Linked DNA regions of Gossypium hirsutum: region 2 is linked to region 1. A link is a contact called in public Hi-C data. All regions are on one chromosome and are shown on one strand. Each heading gives the region's core, a stretch centred on a gene start, on an enhancer-like site or on the middle of the called end of the contact. The rest is flanking DNA. Distances are from core to core; before and after follow the strand shown. Region 1 holds the start of LOC107951434 (serine hydroxymethyltransferase 7). Region 2 holds the start of LOC107951427.

Region 1 (3,762 bases), core at 1,193-3,692:
AGACTTAAAAAATGAATTTGGACAAAAAAATTAAGCCCATTTAGAATATAGGTTGAGCTTAAGCTTAAACATTCAAGACTCGAGATTTTTTAATTTTGTAATATTTTATATTTTGTTATTTTTATATATTATGTAATTTGTAACGTATAAAAATTAAATCTATAGTAATATAATGTAGACATTAAAAAAATTAAGATAATTATATATAGAATTATTAAATATTAAATTAAAAATAAAATAAATATAAAAAAATTTAAAAATAATATGAGTGGGTCTAAAATAGACTTCTGTTAGCCATTTACAAGTGTAACCAAATATTATTATTATCATTATTATAATCTTACATTGTACATGGATATAAAAATAGAGTTGGAGAACAAAATCTATCATCCACCCTAAAATTGATTTTCATCTTGCCATGAAATGTTTTATCTTCAACCAATATTTTTGAAATCAGGCCAGGCGGGCCAGTCAAACCGGTTGAAGCAGGTAAAAATCCCGTTTGAATCGCGAACCAACCAGAATCGCGGTTGAAGTGCTAACCAACGATCGAAAAAACTGGTAAAAAAACGGTTGAAAGGATTTTTGAAATATTTAAGCTAAATTTGCCTAGGCCAAATCGAAACAAAAATAAAATAAAAGCCCACTGTTAAAATAATAAAAGCCTAGTGTTAAAAACTTAAAACTAGCACAAAACATATGTATCCAAACAAAAAAAATATTGTTTTAGGTTATCGTCATGACTTCATCAACCAGAGATTTCAGATTTGAGAGATGTTCAGTTTATCAGAGAAGAAAAACATTTGCCAAGAAGTAGCTTCTGACAAAAAATTCTCACGCTTAAGAAAGATTTTAAATAAATAATAATAATAAAAGCAAAGAAAATGGTGAAAAAGATGAACTCATAAAAAAAAAAATAGAAAGCAACTTCAATCTTTTAGGAAGGAAAAAAAATATAATTATCAGAAGGAAACTCAAATTGACGAAATTATATGTTTTTTTAAAATAAAATTTAAAGAAAACTCAAATGGATTATGAAATTAGAGTTTCTTATAATCATCCCAAATTGTCCCTTAGACAGAAAATAAATTTCTTTTCCATGGTAGTCCCCAAAAATAATTCCCAACACACTAAAATTCAAAACTAAAAAATAAATTCTTTGTTTATTGATATTTATTTTAATACGAAAAGAAAGAAGTTGAGATCTATTCAATTTTTTAGTTTCTTTTGCTCAAATCAATTGTTCTTTTCTCTCTTCTTTTTCTACAGTCTTGTAATTTGTAAATATGTTCAACCAGCAGTTAAAATTGATTCTGTCCAAAATTAGTCTATTACTCTAATTATAAAACCCTTGTTTTCAACTTTTAAATAATATTCATATTTTTTGGACGCTACTATTTGAAAATGTTACAATATTGAATGTTATTTATAATGGTTTTTTTTTATTTAATAGAATTATAATAGTAATTAAATGATTATTAATTTAAAATAATATCTATTAATTATTATAATTCAAACAAATAAATATAAAAATATTAGTAAATGTAATTTATGTCAAATGATAGCTTGTGAAGTAATGAGCATTCCTGTGAAAACATAATAAAAATTGGTTAACCAAGTCAAATGATAGCTATTTCGTCTTAATTGTTGGAATACTACTTCTTTTGAATATATTTTTATATGTTTAAATCGATTGTCATGTTGGAATATTACTTTTGAATTAATTTTTTATATGTTTAAATTGACTATTACATAACACTTCTAATTGTAGCTTGCCCCTTCCCCAAGATTAATATATTGGCTCCGCCACTTGTAATTTATAACACAAAAAATTAAACCTATAGTAGTATATGTTACCATGATGTAAACATTAAAAAATGTTAAGTTACTTATATATAAAATTTTAATAAATGAAAAATATATAAAATTATTAAAATTTAAATTAAAGTTAATATAAATATTTTAAAAACAATATAAGTAGGCCTCAAATTAGCATACGCCAATCATTTATAAATGTAAATTGATTTGAATAAAATTTTAAGTTATTAGTTCAAGTTGTACTGAATAAATATAAAATGTATTAATATTTAAAGACAAAAAAGTAAAATTGATTAAGGGAGAGAAAAATGAAAAAATATTTTGAAAGATAGAAAATACAATTTTATCATGATTTTCTAAAAACTAAAATTATTTGGTAACAATGGCAGCCTTCCATCACCAGAATTATTACATCAATTTTTTATCTGATTGTTTAAAAAGAATGAACCTAGCCGTCATTCAATCTGCATGAGTTTACAAACCAAGTGAACCATTCTTCGTACGCCACCTATCTTCCATTTTGTCCACGTGCAATCTTACCGGAACAAGCCGGTATGCCCTACTTGCTATCCCCGGTCAACAAAACGTTCCATTCTTCAAAATCTCATCTACCTTCATTCAACCACATCTTCGTCAACCACCTGTCTTCCGGTAACCCACCTCCCCTCCTTGCCTTTTCTAAGGTTTCAGTTTCAGGGACTCATTTGTAAACACACACGCAAAATTTATTTATACATATTCTATGGGAAGCTCTGTTTGTGCGAAGCATCGTTATTTCCGTTATTAGGAATTTCAACTCCTCGGGAAAAGTTCCCCCAAACACTTCAAAAATTTCCCTTTTAGGGTTTCAATGGATTTATTTCATACTAAATCGGGTTTGTCCCTGGGTTTTACTAAATCCTCCATTGCGGATGATCCGATTTCGCTTCAAATGGACACCACCTTTCGCTTCTCCGTCTCACCCGTTCCGTTACAGTTGTTCGAGGAAAAAGACGACGGCCACCGTGAAAATCGCATCGAAAGTGATGAAGAAATTAGGATTTGGGGGCAGTCTATGTGTGTGAAAAGACAAAGGGATCCTAAACCTCTTCCAAATCCTTGTAAACGGTTTGCTCCCGACCCCGGTCTGGACCAAAGACGAGCCGCGGTCAGGTCGTGGGGAAACCAACGGCTACAAGAGGCCGATCCTGAATTGAGTGAGATCATGAACAAGGAAAAGCAGAGGCAATTCTTAGGAATTGAGCTTATTGCTTCTGAAAACTTTGTGTGCCGAGCTGTGATGGAAGCTTTGGGAAGCCATTTAACAAACAAATACTCCGAAGGAATGCCTGGAGCGAGGTACTACACGGGCAATCATTTTATTGATCAAATCGAAAGCCTATGTCAAGATCGTGCAATGGCAGCTTTTAATCTTGATTCCGACAAATGGGGAGTCAATGTGCAGCCTTATTCGTGTACTTCTGCAAATTTCGCCGTTTATACGGGACTTTTATTACCTGGTGATCGGATGATGGGATTGGATTCGCCCTCTGGAGGGCATATGAGCCATGGATGGTATATGCCGGGTGGGAAGAAAGTCTCTGCTGCGTCGATATTCTTTGAGAGTTTTCCTTACAAGGTGAATCCTCAAACAGGGTTTATTGATTATAATAAGCTTGAGGAAAAGGCGCTTGATTATCGGCCCAAGATTCTAATTTGTGGTGGGAGTTCGTATCCTAGGGAGTGGGATTATGCAAGGTTTAGGCAAATTGCAGATAGATGTGGAGCTGTTTTGATGTGTGATATGGCTCATATTAGTGGTCTTGTGGCAGCCAAGGTTTGAAAATTTTCTTGTTTAAATTACTTATTAGTTTGATGTTTTGATTGTAGTTCAAAGGTTCTTTTCCACGAGTTAAGGTTTCTTGCAATTTGTTTGGTGGATAGGCTTGAGGTAAATTACTTAAC
Region 2 (3,536 bases), core at 617-3,116, 170 kb after region 1:
ATAATACACAATGAGGTGAAAATAATTGTAGCAGGATAGAGTTGTTGCATAGCCTTAAAAGGCAAAAACAATACCCTAACGAGGCAGCAAGCTCTTCTGTGGGAACAGAGTGTGGATCAAGCCCCCTTGGCAAGCGTGCACTGCAAATCAGATCATACTGACCACTAGATCCATCTCTTCGCTCCTCATCTAAATGTACCTGTGGAAACAGAACCAAACTTAGCTTATGTCAAAGCAACATGATTTAACCTAGGAGACTTTGGCCTAGAATAAGAGGGAGGAAAGGGGAAATAAGGCCTATAAGTTTTCGGCTAAGCATCCTCATTTTAACCACATTAGCTATGTCTTTAAGTCTTGCAAAAGCAAAAATATCACCTGCATATTTGACTTGCAAATATCACCCTCTGTTTTTGGTTAAATCTCAATAACTTACATATCATAAAGATAATGTTGATAGTGAAAAAAAGCATATCAATTAGCACAGAAGCACTTACACGACGTTGGGGAAACAATTTGCATATCTGTTTTATGACAACCGATTGCTTGTGAAGACGTTCTGAGGTAATTGCCATCTGCAACTCAGATAATGTCATAAGTCAAAAGTTGTACATTGTAATAGACGAGAAAAACCAAAGAACCTAGCATAAACATAAATCTAAAACCTCATAAGTAAATAAACATAAAAGACAAATAGTCCTCACATGCCCCAGGCTTTGTGTGCAAATAAGATTGGGATAGAACTTTTCGAGCTTTTCCACACGATTCTTTTCCAACTGCAAAGATAAAATACCTATAACTATCATTCAGAAAGCTTTCGATTCTCGTGAAGAAACCGAAAACGAACAAAGTTAGTACCATGCCACGAGCTGATTTAAGCACTCCATACTTAACCTTTAACTCATGAGACACTCTCTCAATCTTAACCTTACCTATAATAAAGAACTGTTTATCAGATCCTAATAAATAAATATAAACAATTTTTTTCCAGAAAACAGAAATAAGAACTAAGGAGTAAGCATCAAAACCTTGAGCTAATTGTTCCTTGCTTCGACGAAGCTTCTCTTTCAAGTTAGTTAGCTTCTCGCTTTGACGAACTCTCCAATTCAGTTGATCATCAGCTTTCCCCTAAATAATAAAAACAAATCAAGACCAATCTCGAAAAGAGAAAAAGGCATTAATAAACAAATAAATTTCCAACTAAGTGAAAGAAATCAAACCTTTGCGGCAATCAGTTCGTTTAATTTTGAATATAACAAATCACGATGGTTTTTCAATGATTTTAACAAAGAATTATACTCATTTAATCTGCAAAGAACAGTTCATCGAGGAAATCAAAGAGCAAGTTAACAGCTTAAAATTTTAAATATTATAATATAAAAATATTTCACTTTTTTAGCGACGATTTTTTAACGTACCTGTAATTGACGCAAACGGCGCAAATAGAAGCGCGATTTGAATTGTCGCAAATAGCGCAGTTGCTGGCTTTCTTTGACATCATATAATTATAAATCTTCGTCTTCTTCGTCAAAAGAATCGAAAATCGAAATCCATAAAGAGAATATTAGTGTGGATTAAAATATAGGGATTCCCCCAGACCGCCGCCCCTTTTTTCGTTGTTTTGAAGGGTAAAGCGTTGCAGAGGTTGAGCTGAGATGGAGTTGACCGTCTATGATGAATCAGTCACCACCGGAGATGTACCACGACGTAGGAGACTGCAACTGAATACGACACCGTTTTGACATTGTGTGCCTGGTTTTTGTACAGCTTCGTTATCCGGACTCCGAGTTTTATGTAAATTAGTATGATATTATTTTGGTAAAATACCAGGGAAGCCACTGCAGTTAGGGAAGGATTGCATTTCGGCCTCTGTACTGAAGAAATGGGTAAATTAACCCTTATATATTTCGAAACTTACAAGCCCCTCTATTAAATTTTATTTGTTAAATAACAACATGCATCGTTAAATCATGCTGAAAATTATATTCTTTATGGATAAACTATAAAAATGGTTACCCAACTATGCCTTTCATTCTATTTTGGTCACTCAATCATTAATTTTTTCATTTTAATCACTAAAATTTTCGAAATTAAATATTTTAACCACTCTAAGCTCATGTGAGCTTTTTTTTATTGCTCTAGTAATAAAATTAGCCCTCTAATGTTTGCACATTCTATCAATTTGATGCTAAATATAAAAAATTTAACAAATTTAGCCTTCAATGTTTACAAAATTTGTCATTTTAGTTTTAATTATAAAAAATCCAATGAATTTGGCCCTCAAAATATAAAACATCTATCAATTTAGTCCTAACCCTAAAAATTTAAAAATATTTTTAAAAAAATATCAGTTTTAGCCCTTTATAACCCATCGACTATGTGAGATGTTAAAATAAGAAAAAGAATACCCTCTTTCGAGTCACTTGCAAAATAACTCTAAAAAGATTGGATAAAACACACAAAAATTTAAGATCCAAAAAAAAATGAAGGCATTAAAAACGTTATCTGTCTGGGTAGTAATGCAACCAATTATTCCATATAGGTTCTAAATCAATTAATTTGGTCCAGTGTGAAGCCTAAATTATAGTAAAAGAAATTGATGCGAGTGACTTGGAAGAGGGTACATTTTTTCTTATTTTAATATCTTATGTAGTTTAGTATATGGGTTATAAAGGGCTAAAAATAATTTTTTAAAATATATATATATTTCCATTTTTAGAGATAAGACTAGATTGATAGATTTTGTAAATGTTGAGGCCAAATTTATTATTTTTTTTAGAATTGGAACTAAAATGAAAATTTTTGTAAACATTGAGGGCTAAATTTGTTAAATTTTTTTTATATTTAGGATCAAATTAATAGAATATGTGAACATTAGAAGGCTAATTTTATTGCTAGACCAACAAAGAAAGCCCACATCAACTTAAAGTGGCTAAAATATTTAATTTGAAAAGTTTAAAGGCTAAATTGAAAAATAATAGTTGAGTGATCAAAATAGGATGAAAGGCATAGTTGGGTGACCATTTTATAGTTTACCCATTAAAAGATAATTTTCAACATGCAATTAACGTTCCAAGTCATCATTTAATATATAAATTTAACGAAATGATTAATTTGCACATTCTGAAATGTATATGTAACACCCCGAACCGTCTCCATTGTCGAATTAGGGTTACAGAGTATTACAAAACAATAAAAAACATTTAAACATTTTATCAATCAATATAATAATCACACCACAAACCATTCATACTCATGCACAACGTCCCTAAATCGAGTCCTCGAGGCCCTAACAATAACCTAGAAACAATTTGGGACCAATCTGAAATAATTTGGTAAGTTTAAGAAAAAGATGCAAAATTTTACAAAACAAGGATCACACAGCTGAGACCCCTGTGTCTCAGGCTATACAACAATTGAACTATGGACACACGGCCGTGTCCCAACCTGAGTTCACACTCGTGTAACTCTCTAAGTAGGGTCACACGGTTGTCTCACAAGGTTGTGTCACACACCCGTGTGCCAGGACGTCTAACTCT

Evidence for each region. Hi-C and Micro-C count contacts between places; a contact is called where the count stands out from the background.
Region 2: a Hi-C map of leaf shows a contact between it and region 1, with 2.6 times the contacts expected there. The contact joins the promoter of LOC107951427 here to the promoter of LOC107951434 in region 1. A contact is called at or near these places in 8 of 34 Hi-C or Micro-C datasets (callus, leaf and petal).

Annotation. Positions count from the first base shown.
Region 1 is chrA02:15,461,923-15,465,684 of Gossypium_hirsutum_v2.1, forward strand. It overlaps LOC107951434 (serine hydroxymethyltransferase 7), which reads left to right and starts at 2,443. Exons shown (of 5, transcript XR_005907764.1): 1 at 2,443-3,634.
Region 2 is chrA02:15,633,330-15,636,865 of Gossypium_hirsutum_v2.1, forward strand. It overlaps LOC107951427, which reads right to left and starts at 1,867. Exons shown (of 12, transcript XM_016886478.2): 1 at 1,416-1,867; 2 at 1,218-1,305; 3 at 1,026-1,125; 4 at 856-929; 5 at 702-773; 6 at 495-572; 7 at 75-199. The coding sequence starts at 1,498.